Regions from separate parts of the Mus musculus genome. Here all the other regions are linked to region 2. Evidence: chromatin contacts called from public ChIA-PET and promoter capture Hi-C data. All regions are on one chromosome and are shown on one strand. The core of a region is the stretch at or near the end of the contact, and the rest is flanking DNA. Distances in the headings are between cores, read along the strand shown.

Region 1 (2,942 bases), core at 335-2,834, 590 kb after region 2:
CCTGTTAGCTCATGGTCTAATAATAAACCTAATTATACAATCTGTAACAGCCCCTGTCGACCTTTTCCTTAAGAAGTCATAAAGGTGATTTAGCTGACACCTCAAACTCATAGAAATCTATTTCATTTATCAACATTCCGGCTTTCAGAAAGTTTAAAAGGGGGGTGGGGGGAGAGGACTGGCTACAGGTTGAGGAGGGGTGAAGTCGCCTGAACCAAGCCAGGCACACGCTTGGCGTAGGACAGCAGGGCTAACTACCGGTTCATTTCTCTTTAAATCTGGCAGCACGTGGGGCGGCATTGTGAAGGCACCAACCCGCCTCCTCCCTCCCCCCCTTCCACTCCGCACACGTACGCCTCCAGCGCGCATGCTCCGCTCACACAGTCCTAGCAGAGTAGGAGCCAACCCCCTAAAAAGTCAACCTGGAAGCCGCAAACGGCCAGAGGCCGGGACAATGGGGGAGGGGGACAGAGACTCCACGGGGGAGGCACTGAGCCGCCGCCCCTGGCCAGAGCCTAAGGCGGGCCGCAGCCCGGTGGCCGCGAGCCTGCGCGAAGGAGCCCGAGCCGTGCCCACGGAGCACAAAGCCCGGGCCGGCCAGCGAGCCGCTCTCCCCAGCGCCCGCGCCCACCCTCCCCCAGACGGGCGGCGCAGCCCGAGCTCGTGCCAGGCGGAGGCAGGCGAAGCGGAGTCGCGCTCCCCGCCGAGCCCCCCGGTGCCCCGCGTCAGCACCCGGGCCAGCCCCGCCGTCGCTTTTGTTGTCTGCCCTAACTCCGCGAACCCCGCGCTGCCGGGCCAGAAGTTTGGCGCGCCTCCCCTCTCCGGCCCCCGACACGGCTCGGACTCACAGCCGCGCGGGGACCCCGCAAGCTCCCGGGGTCCCCGAGGTTCCGCGGCCTCCGCCGCACCTGAGCCCGGGATCCGCCCCTCAGGGAGGGTCGGCCCGACCGGGACCCACGCCCCTCCCCCGCAACGCCCCAGTGCCGTGGGGGAGGGGGCAGCCGCCCAGGGCGTCCGGCCCGTCCGAGGGCGAGGCTGGGGAGCGTCCCCGCCCCCAACACCCTCCACAGCCGGGCCAGGAGTGTCGCCAGCTCGCCGCGACTCGCGGGCTCCCACCCTCGCGGCCCGCCACCACCCAGCCTCCGAGCGGGCGAGAGGAGGCGAGTGGCTCGGCAGTCCGCGATCGCGGCCCGGCGCCCCGCCGCTCACCTGCCAGCTGTCTTCGCAGTAGCAGCGCCGACTGCAGCTCCGTCATCCTCCCCACCGAGAGCCCGGGCCGCCACCGGGACTTCGACGGACTGGCGACAAGCTCTGCCGGTGCCTGGAGCTAGATGTGTGTTGAGGAACCCGGACCGGAGCGCCGAAGCCGCGGGGAGGCCGGTCTTGGGAGACCCGAGAAGCACCTCGCCGCCTATGCGAGTCCGCTCCGCTCGGCTTTCCTCGCTCAGCGCCTCACGCCCGGAAGGGGAGGGTACCCGGGCCGCCGCGGCGCGCACTGGGACTTCGCTCGCCCGCTTCCCTCCTCTGCCCGCCCGTCGGCCCCACCGGTGCCTTCCCCCGCCACTGCCTCACTGCGCGCAGGGCCGCTCCGCGCAAGCGCGCTGAGCCTGCCTCCTTCAGAAGCAGCACTCCTGCTAGCCCGACCCCTCGGCCCTGCTGCCCCGCCTCCGGCGGTGGAACCCCGCCCACCGCGCGCAGTGGGCTCAGCCCCGCCATCTTGGGAAGGTCCACGCCCGCCCAGCTGCGGAAGCGTCGGCTGGTAGACGCCCCGCGGACGCCATGACAAAGAGGTCGCGGAGGGTCAGGACGCTGCCTCCCGGTATAAGCAGGAGGTCTAAGCGTGATGGGACCAGAAGTGGTAGATGTTGGCGAGGACCCAGCAGCCATCCAACACTACATCGGAGGTGTGCGAATTAGTCATTGTTACAAAGCCGAATTTAGTACTGGTGTGCACCATTTTAAGCAGCCGCAAAATAGAGTGCATGGTGATAATTCATAAAGAATGCACAGAATGGTCCTTGAAATAAAAATGTTATGAGTCTCATAGCAGAAAACGTTTAAGTAAATAGTAAGACTGAGTAAAGTGCAGAGTTGTGATTAGCACAACCTGATAAATGGTTCGGATTCAGGTGGTATTCTCCTGTAATCTCAACACTTGAGGCTGAGGATTAGAAGACCCAGGTCCCCTTCGCTGCACAGTGATACCCAATCTCCGTCTGGGGATGAGGATCCATAATAGATCAGACTCCTCTAGAAAAGGCACCTACTATGTAAAGTCCAAGTGTGAAAGCCGAGATTAGGAAAAGTCAACCTTATCCAACCTCCTTGCCCATTTCCCAGTTGAGTGCTTTGTCAACACTGTAGCAATAAAGAAACAAAAAAGGGAAGGGGGAAAAGTAACATTGACACTCAATTTTGTTTCTTCTTTCTTTCTTTTAAAGATTTATTTACTTATGTATATGACTACACTGTTGTTCTCTTCAGACACACCAAGAGAGGTCATAGGATCCCATTACTGATGGTTGTGAGCCACCATGTTGCTGAGAATTGAACTCAGGACCTTTGGGAAATCAGCCAGTGTTCTTAACCGCTAAGCCATCTCTCCAGCCCCTTGCTTGTTCTTTCAATAAGTGTTTGTTCAATCCCTACTTCCCTGTACCTGGACTGTAGAAAACAAAAACTGTGCATAGGAAATCAGGTCCATTTCTACCCACAAAAGCATGAAGCTTCTGTGAACTCCAAGTAAAGTGAACAAGAGGAGCAGATTCCGTTAGGCATGTAATAAAAATTACTGGGCAAGCAGGCACAAGGCCCTGGCTTACCTCCCTAGCACTGTCCCACCAGACCAAAGAAACAAACATTGAGTGAATCTGCCATTTTGAAATACTGCCCACCTAGGGACTAATCCAGCTTTATGGTTGGGATAGGGGAGGGGTTGGTTT
Region 2 (2,937 bases), core at 7-2,506:
TCATCAGTCTGATTCTTTTCTAAAATGTTCATCAGCTTATCTCAGTGTCTCCCCACCTGCTCTGACAACTTTCCTCCAGAGATGCTCAGCAGGGGCTGGAATTCTTTGAGTAACCAAGTGAAATTATCAGTTTACTTGAACTTCAAAGGCATGAGGTAAGCCTAACGCTACGTCTCATTTCCAGAGCACAACCTGCCTAGGGGGTGGGGTCGGAAATGATGCCTGAACTAGAGGGCACAGGGTCATGAGTGGCGAGCGTGATAGTCAGGCCTGTGGTTATCACTTTGAAAGCAAGTCCTCTCGGCGCAAAGTACAAAAAGTGATGGGCGGATAGTAGAGGGATCCAGCGCCATGGTCAGGGGCCCCAGAAAAGCCGGAGAGCGGGAAGATCGGTGCCAGCAGGTGGGAAAGCTCCCTGGGCAAAATCTAACGGCTTAGCTTGAGCTGCAGCAGGCTTTGAAGCCCTAGAGGAAAGGGCAGCAGGCCTTGGAGGTCCGACAGACTGGGCAATCACGGGTACTTCTTCGCGGGAAGGTGTTGCCCGAGATGCCCCCAGGGTCGTCCCGGGGCGGCAGCTCCAGGGCTCTGCCTCACCTGGGGCCCGGCCACCGCGCTCTCAGTCTCTGCCCTCGCAGCCCGGGCGCAGCTCGCCAGCACCACGAACCCGGATGGGAGGCTGGGTGCAGCCTCCAATAGGGCGGCCTTCACGGACGTGGTGCCCAAGTCGATACCGAGAGTGACAGGTCGCGAAGCCATGGCAGTGGTGACAGCACAGCTCGGTGGCTTGAACCGCACGCCGGGGAACACTTCACTCTGGAGGGCAGTAAGGGGGCGGAGCTTCCTTGTCAATCTTTTAACCACTTCTATTGGTCGAGGAAAGCAAACACCACGCGCTCCCCACAGCGGCCTCCGGTGATAGGTGGAGAGACGACAGAAGGCGGGATCTATTGGTCAGAGGTTCCGGGACAGTGCCTGGGGTCCCAGGGTCTTCACCAGGGAGCACAGGGCTTCAAGGAGACAACAGAGACTTCGAGAACCCTGCTTCCCCTACAAGAGACTAGATCGCCCCTCACATCCGAGCCCCTGTCCCTGCCAAGGTGCCTATGCTCTTCCGCCCTTCCACCCTTCCCTCACCCCTACCAAGCGTTATCCTCCTGTATTCGTGAAAACTACAACTTCCAGAGCTCCTTGCACAGGGCTCGCGGCTTCAAGTCAGGTGGTTCAGGTCAGGTGACAGCTGGCCCCTCTTTCACACAAAGTCGGCGGAGCTCAGAGAGTCCTTACACTCCTAAGCGGTTTCTGGTGCGAGATTGTTGCTTTTGGTGAGGTCTGTCCACCAAGCCTGGGAAGCTGTCAGGTGAGAACCATCGCGACCGGGACAGCTACCCCCTTTTCTGGTATGACACCACCCACCCCAACAGACATTAGCCCCGCACCTCAGAGGGGCAACCTACGCTACCAGAGGGGCAGCGCCTGGGTTTCTAGCTTCTGGCCCCAACCCAGGCCCGCACATCTCTAGGTTTTAGGGCCAGGGTGTTGGTGAGCAAAAGCACGGACACCGACTGACAGCTGGTGTTGGTGGCACTATTCAGTATGTGGCGCCGCCTGAATCTGGCTTAGGAATGTGCAGGTAGGTAACTTGGGGTTGGGGGTAAATTCTGCTAGGACCATTCCAGGAGCTCGTGTTGATTCTCCCAGAGAATGAGAGGGTACCTGGATCTTGCCTTTTTCAATAATATTGAGGAAAATAACAATCTATGCTCTGTGAGAGCTTGCTGGGAGCCCTGGGTGGTAATAGTAATAACATTACCTCATTGTTTCTCAACTTTTTGTTATCTTACCAATCCACCTCAAACTTTTAATACAGCTGGTAAGCTCTATTTTTTTTTATTATGACGTTTGGGAGAGAGATAAGCAATTATTACAGCTATTTTTTCAGACCTCCAGAGCCTATTTTAGCCCCTTTGAGAATGTATGCCTTGTATTTCATCTCACTATAATCCTGTGGTGTAACTACCACTGTCCCTGTTTCCCCATTAAGAAACATAGGTTAATAAGTATTCCAGAATCATACAAGTAAATGGGAAACCTGGGACCTAGATAGTTCATCTCCAGGGAACATATTCCTTGTCCAATCTGTACTATCCCTTGAGGAATGTGGGTCTCCCCACTCTCATGGATTATGGCCAATTAGGTCCACGGGGGACAGGGGGCAGTGGGAGCAGAGACAAAGAGTGGTGGGCATGGTTTTGGAAGCCCTGTGAGTGGGTATGGTGAATGACCACTCCAAGACGAGCTTATAAAGTTTGGGGGACTGAAGGTAGGAACATCCAGGATAGTCAAAGGTCATTGGCTGAGGGCTTGAGGTACTGAAATGCCCCATTAGCATGGGGAAGCATTTCGGGAATCTCAGGTGCTCACCGAACAGGTTCTTATGAAAAGGAAGGGAATTGATCCTTAGGAAGGAATCTTGCTAAGGCTATGTGACAGTCATCAGGTAGAGGCCTGTGTTGGGGCTTCGAATTCCCCAGACAAGGTCAGAGGATGAGAAGTTCCACTTATGCCGAACCCATGGGCTATGCAGTCATGGTGGACCTCCACCTTAATTAACAGTTTTCCCACAGAGGAAGCTCCAGGTTATGGACCAAGAGCAGGACTACCTCAGACACCTGACTAAGGGAAGCTGCCACAGGAGATCTCTTGTGGGGGATAGTAGAGGCTCTTAAAAGTGTGCCATCTGATTGAGGTGTAGAAGATGGTAAACACACACACACACACACACACCAGAAGATGGGCATGGCAAGTCTTGTAACTTTGTCTTGTAACTTTTTACAAGCCTAGTTGTGTGTTTGACCAACTGATCTTTTTAGCATAGTAGGCGCCATCGGTTCTAGGTTTCTCCTTCAGAGATGCCTTAGCCTTTAGCACTGGGGAACA
Region 3 (3,102 bases), core at 93-2,592, 650 kb after region 2:
ACTTGGACCTCTCTGTCTGTGGATCATGATCAGGCTGGCCACAGACAGTTGCCTGCCTATGTTTCCAAGTGCTGGAATTAAATGGAATTAAGGGCATGGACCATTATGCCTGGCTGTTAAATACTTTTAAAATATATTGTGTGCGTGTGCATGATGTGTGTGGAGACACATGTACCATGACACATGTATAGAGATCAGAGGACAACTTTGTGGAGTTAGTTTCCATCTTTACCTGGGATTGGGATTGAACTTGGGCTGTCAGCCTTACACAGCAAGTGCCTTTACCTGCTGAGCCATCTCATTGGCCTGTATGGTTACTCTTTTTTAATGTTGTTTTGTTTTGAGATAGGGTCTCATGTAGCCCAGGCTGGCTTTAAACTCACCATGTAGCTAGGGATGGTGAACTTGAACTCCTGATAGTCTTAGCTCCACCTCCCAAGTGCTGGAATTACAGGTGTGGGCCATCACTGATGGCTTTGTGTATTTGTACTTTTTCTACCCTTGCAACTGGCAATCAATTTCTACAGCTCCCCTGAGAACATCTCCCTAGACTTATTCCTTGTTGATAAAATTTATTTATTCTGTGTCTGTATGGATGTGAGTGAAAGTGTGTGTGTGTGTGTGAGAGAGAGAGAGAGACAGAGACAGACAGACAGACAGACAGACAGACAGACAGAGACAGAGCAGAGAGTACTCCTGTACCTGCACGTGCACTTGTGTGCCTTGGTGTATGTTATGTTTGGAGGTCAGAAGACAACTTTGTGCAGTTCTCCCCTTCCACCATATGGGCTCTGGGGATCAAACATATGTCAAGCAGGCCTGGTGGCAGGTACTTTCACAGGCTGAGCCATCTTGCCAGCCCCCATGGGTTAGTTTTACATAAGCTTGTCTCTATGTCTTCAGATATCTCTGTTATCTTGTTCCTCTGTGCAATTTCCTTACCATCCTGGTCAACACCTACCCTCCTGTATCTAACCTGGTTCATGGCTGTGCTAACGGCCCATCTTCTGCACAGGCAGGGCAGTTTGCAGTGAGCAAGGCTTGGGGACACTCCTCTCATTTCCTGTCCTAGGAGCGTCTCTTCCTCACTGCCCCTGCTGCAGCCATAGGCTAGATTGAGGGACCACAGAGTTATCCAATCACCAGTGCATGGCGTCTTACCCCAGCAGGGCTAAGAGGCCTAGAGTGATGAAATCCCACCAGTGTGGCTGCGCTGTGCTCAGCAGGAACCTGCGATGATAAGGTGTCTGGCAGTTAAAGGGGCAGCCTGTTGAGGTTGAGAGGCTGGGAGCCCACAGGAAGTGACTTGGTGGCAAGCTGATGTAGCTTTGTTCGGCACCCGTTCTGACAGAGAAGTTGCAGTTAGCACTGCTGAGGGGATGTCCACAGAGTGTCTCAAACCTCAGACAGGAGGGCCACAGAGCCAGAGCCTGAGCCAAGGTGGGCAGTATGGGGCCTTGGCTTCAGGTACGTGTCTGCCTCCCTCCACACCCGTCCCCTGGAGCCTGCCCCGCTGGAGAGCTTACTTGGCTGCAGCTGTTCTCTGTTACATCAACCTTCTGAATTACATGAACTGGTTCATCATCCCAGGTGAGCATGGGAGGGGTAGCGTGGGGCAGTATCTTCAGATACCCCCCTTCTAAAAGCCCACAACTGTGTATCCTTGGTGGCCTTCTTCTTCCAAGCCCTCGTACCTCTCTAGGAGCACAGCTCTGGTGGTTTCACCCCAGCAAGTGGTCTGCAGCCTCTCCTGAATGGTTCCAAGCCAGAACAGGGCACAATGTGTGTGGGGACAGGGGTGTTAGTGGGTAGATGGGACTGTGCTCTGCAGCAAAGGCGTTGCTTGCGTTCAGGATGGAGCTGCAGGCAAGGTTACGGAGGGCAGAGCAGCTTGGCCAAGCTCCCAAGTGAGAATGGCTCTGCCTGCACTGTTTCTGGGGCAGCCGGCTGCTGGCCTACCTTGCACAGTTTGCCTTTCTTCTTATTGGAAACAGGGTACAACCTGCTTCTGTGTTCTGTCTCTCACTTACGCACTCCTTTGTGTCTGGGCTCCACTTGTCTTTTCTCATCTAGTCACCCATTCATTCCTTCATCAGTTTATATTCAGCCCTTTCTTTAAAAAGACAGAGTGTGTATGCATGTGCGTGCACACATGTGTGTGTATGTGTGTGTGCCTGTGTGTGCATGCTCCTTCACTTTTATTTGAGCTTCAGATATTGAACTAAGGTTTCCAAGCTTGTTCAGCAAGCGCCTTCACAGGCTAAGCCATCTTGTCAGCCTTCATTTCTTTTTTGAGGCAGGGCCTCATGGAGCTCAGGCTAGATTCAAACTCGCTATGTAACTGAGAATAATCATGAACTGCTGATATGCTTGCCTTCACCTTCTTAGGGCCGGGATTACAGGCTTGCCACCACAATGCTTTATGAAGTTCTAGGGATTGAACCCAGGGTCTTTGTGCATGCTGGATAAGCACTCTAATAACTGATGTAGAGGGCTGCTCTGCCCTCCGTAACCTTGCCTGCAGCTCCATCCTGAACCCAACGCCTTTGCTGCAGAGCACAGTCCCATCCACCCACTCACACCGCTGCCCCCACACACATTGTGCCCTGTTCTGGCTTGGGACCATTCAGGAGAGGCTGCAGATCACTTACTGGGGTGAAACCACCCAGCCTCTTTTCTTTGTTTGTTTGTTTTTGAGACAAGGTCTTAAGTAAGATCAGGTTGCTTTTGAATTCACTATGCAGTTGAAAATGATCTTGAACTCCCAATCCTCTTGCCCTCTGTCTCCTAAGTGCTGAGGTTACAGGTGCGACAGCATGCCTAGCTGTTCTTTCATCATCCACTTGTTCCAGCTTGAGCACTGAGAACAGGAGCACTGAGAGCAAAAGTACTGAGAGCAGGAACACTGTGGTGGGAACACTGAGAGTGGGAGTACTGAGAGTAGGAGTACTGAGAGCAAGAGTACTGAGAGCAGGAACACTGTGAGTGGGAGCACTGAGAGTGGGAGTACTGAGAGCAGGAGCACTGAGAGCAGGAATACTGAGAGCAGGAGCACTGAGAGCAAAAGTACTGAGAGCAGACACTGAGAGCAAAAGTACTGAG

Evidence for each region. ChIA-PET counts read pairs in DNA pulled down with a chosen protein or histone mark. Capture Hi-C pulls out chosen DNA fragments and counts their contacts.
Region 1: a contact with region 2 is called in a promoter capture Hi-C map of liver, with 4 times the contacts expected there. The contact joins the promoter of Ube2g1 here to the promoter of Ctns in region 2. A contact is called at or near these places in 4 of 484 Hi-C or Micro-C datasets (CD4 T cells, CD8 T cells, Sertoli cells and 1 more), 2 of 115 datasets of contacts at active chromatin or transcription factors (memory CD8 T cells and pro-B cells) and 1 of 9 other capture datasets (liver).
Region 3: an RNA polymerase II ChIA-PET map of memory CD8 T cells shows a contact between it and region 2, with 5 read pairs. The contact joins the promoter of Spns3 here to the promoter of Ctns in region 2. A contact is called at or near these places in 2 of 39 promoter capture datasets (the C10 cell line and pre-B cells) and 2 of 115 datasets of contacts at active chromatin or transcription factors (large pre-B cells and memory CD8 T cells).

Annotation. Positions count from the first base shown.
Region 1 is chr11:72,605,903-72,608,844 of GRCm38.p6, reverse strand. It overlaps Ube2g1 (ubiquitin-conjugating enzyme E2G 1), which reads right to left and starts at 1,584. Exons shown (of 6, transcript NM_025985.4): 1 at 1,210-1,584. The coding sequence starts at 1,255. Gm51906 (a long non-coding RNA gene) reads left to right here and starts at 1,682. Exons shown (of 4, transcript XR_003949712.1): 1 at 1,682-1,904.
Region 2 is chr11:73,197,338-73,200,274 of GRCm38.p6, reverse strand. Ctns (cystinosis, nephropathic) reads left to right here and starts at 1,256. Exons shown (of 11, transcript NM_031251.4): 1 at 1,256-1,357. It overlaps Shpk (sedoheptulokinase), which reads right to left and starts at 793. Exons shown (of 7, transcript NM_029031.3): 1 at 595-793. The coding sequence starts at 756.
Region 3 is chr11:72,548,486-72,551,587 of GRCm38.p6, reverse strand. It overlaps Spns3 (spinster homolog 3), which reads left to right and starts at 1,342. Exons shown (of 12, transcript NM_029932.3): 1 at 1,342-1,590. The coding sequence starts at 1,380.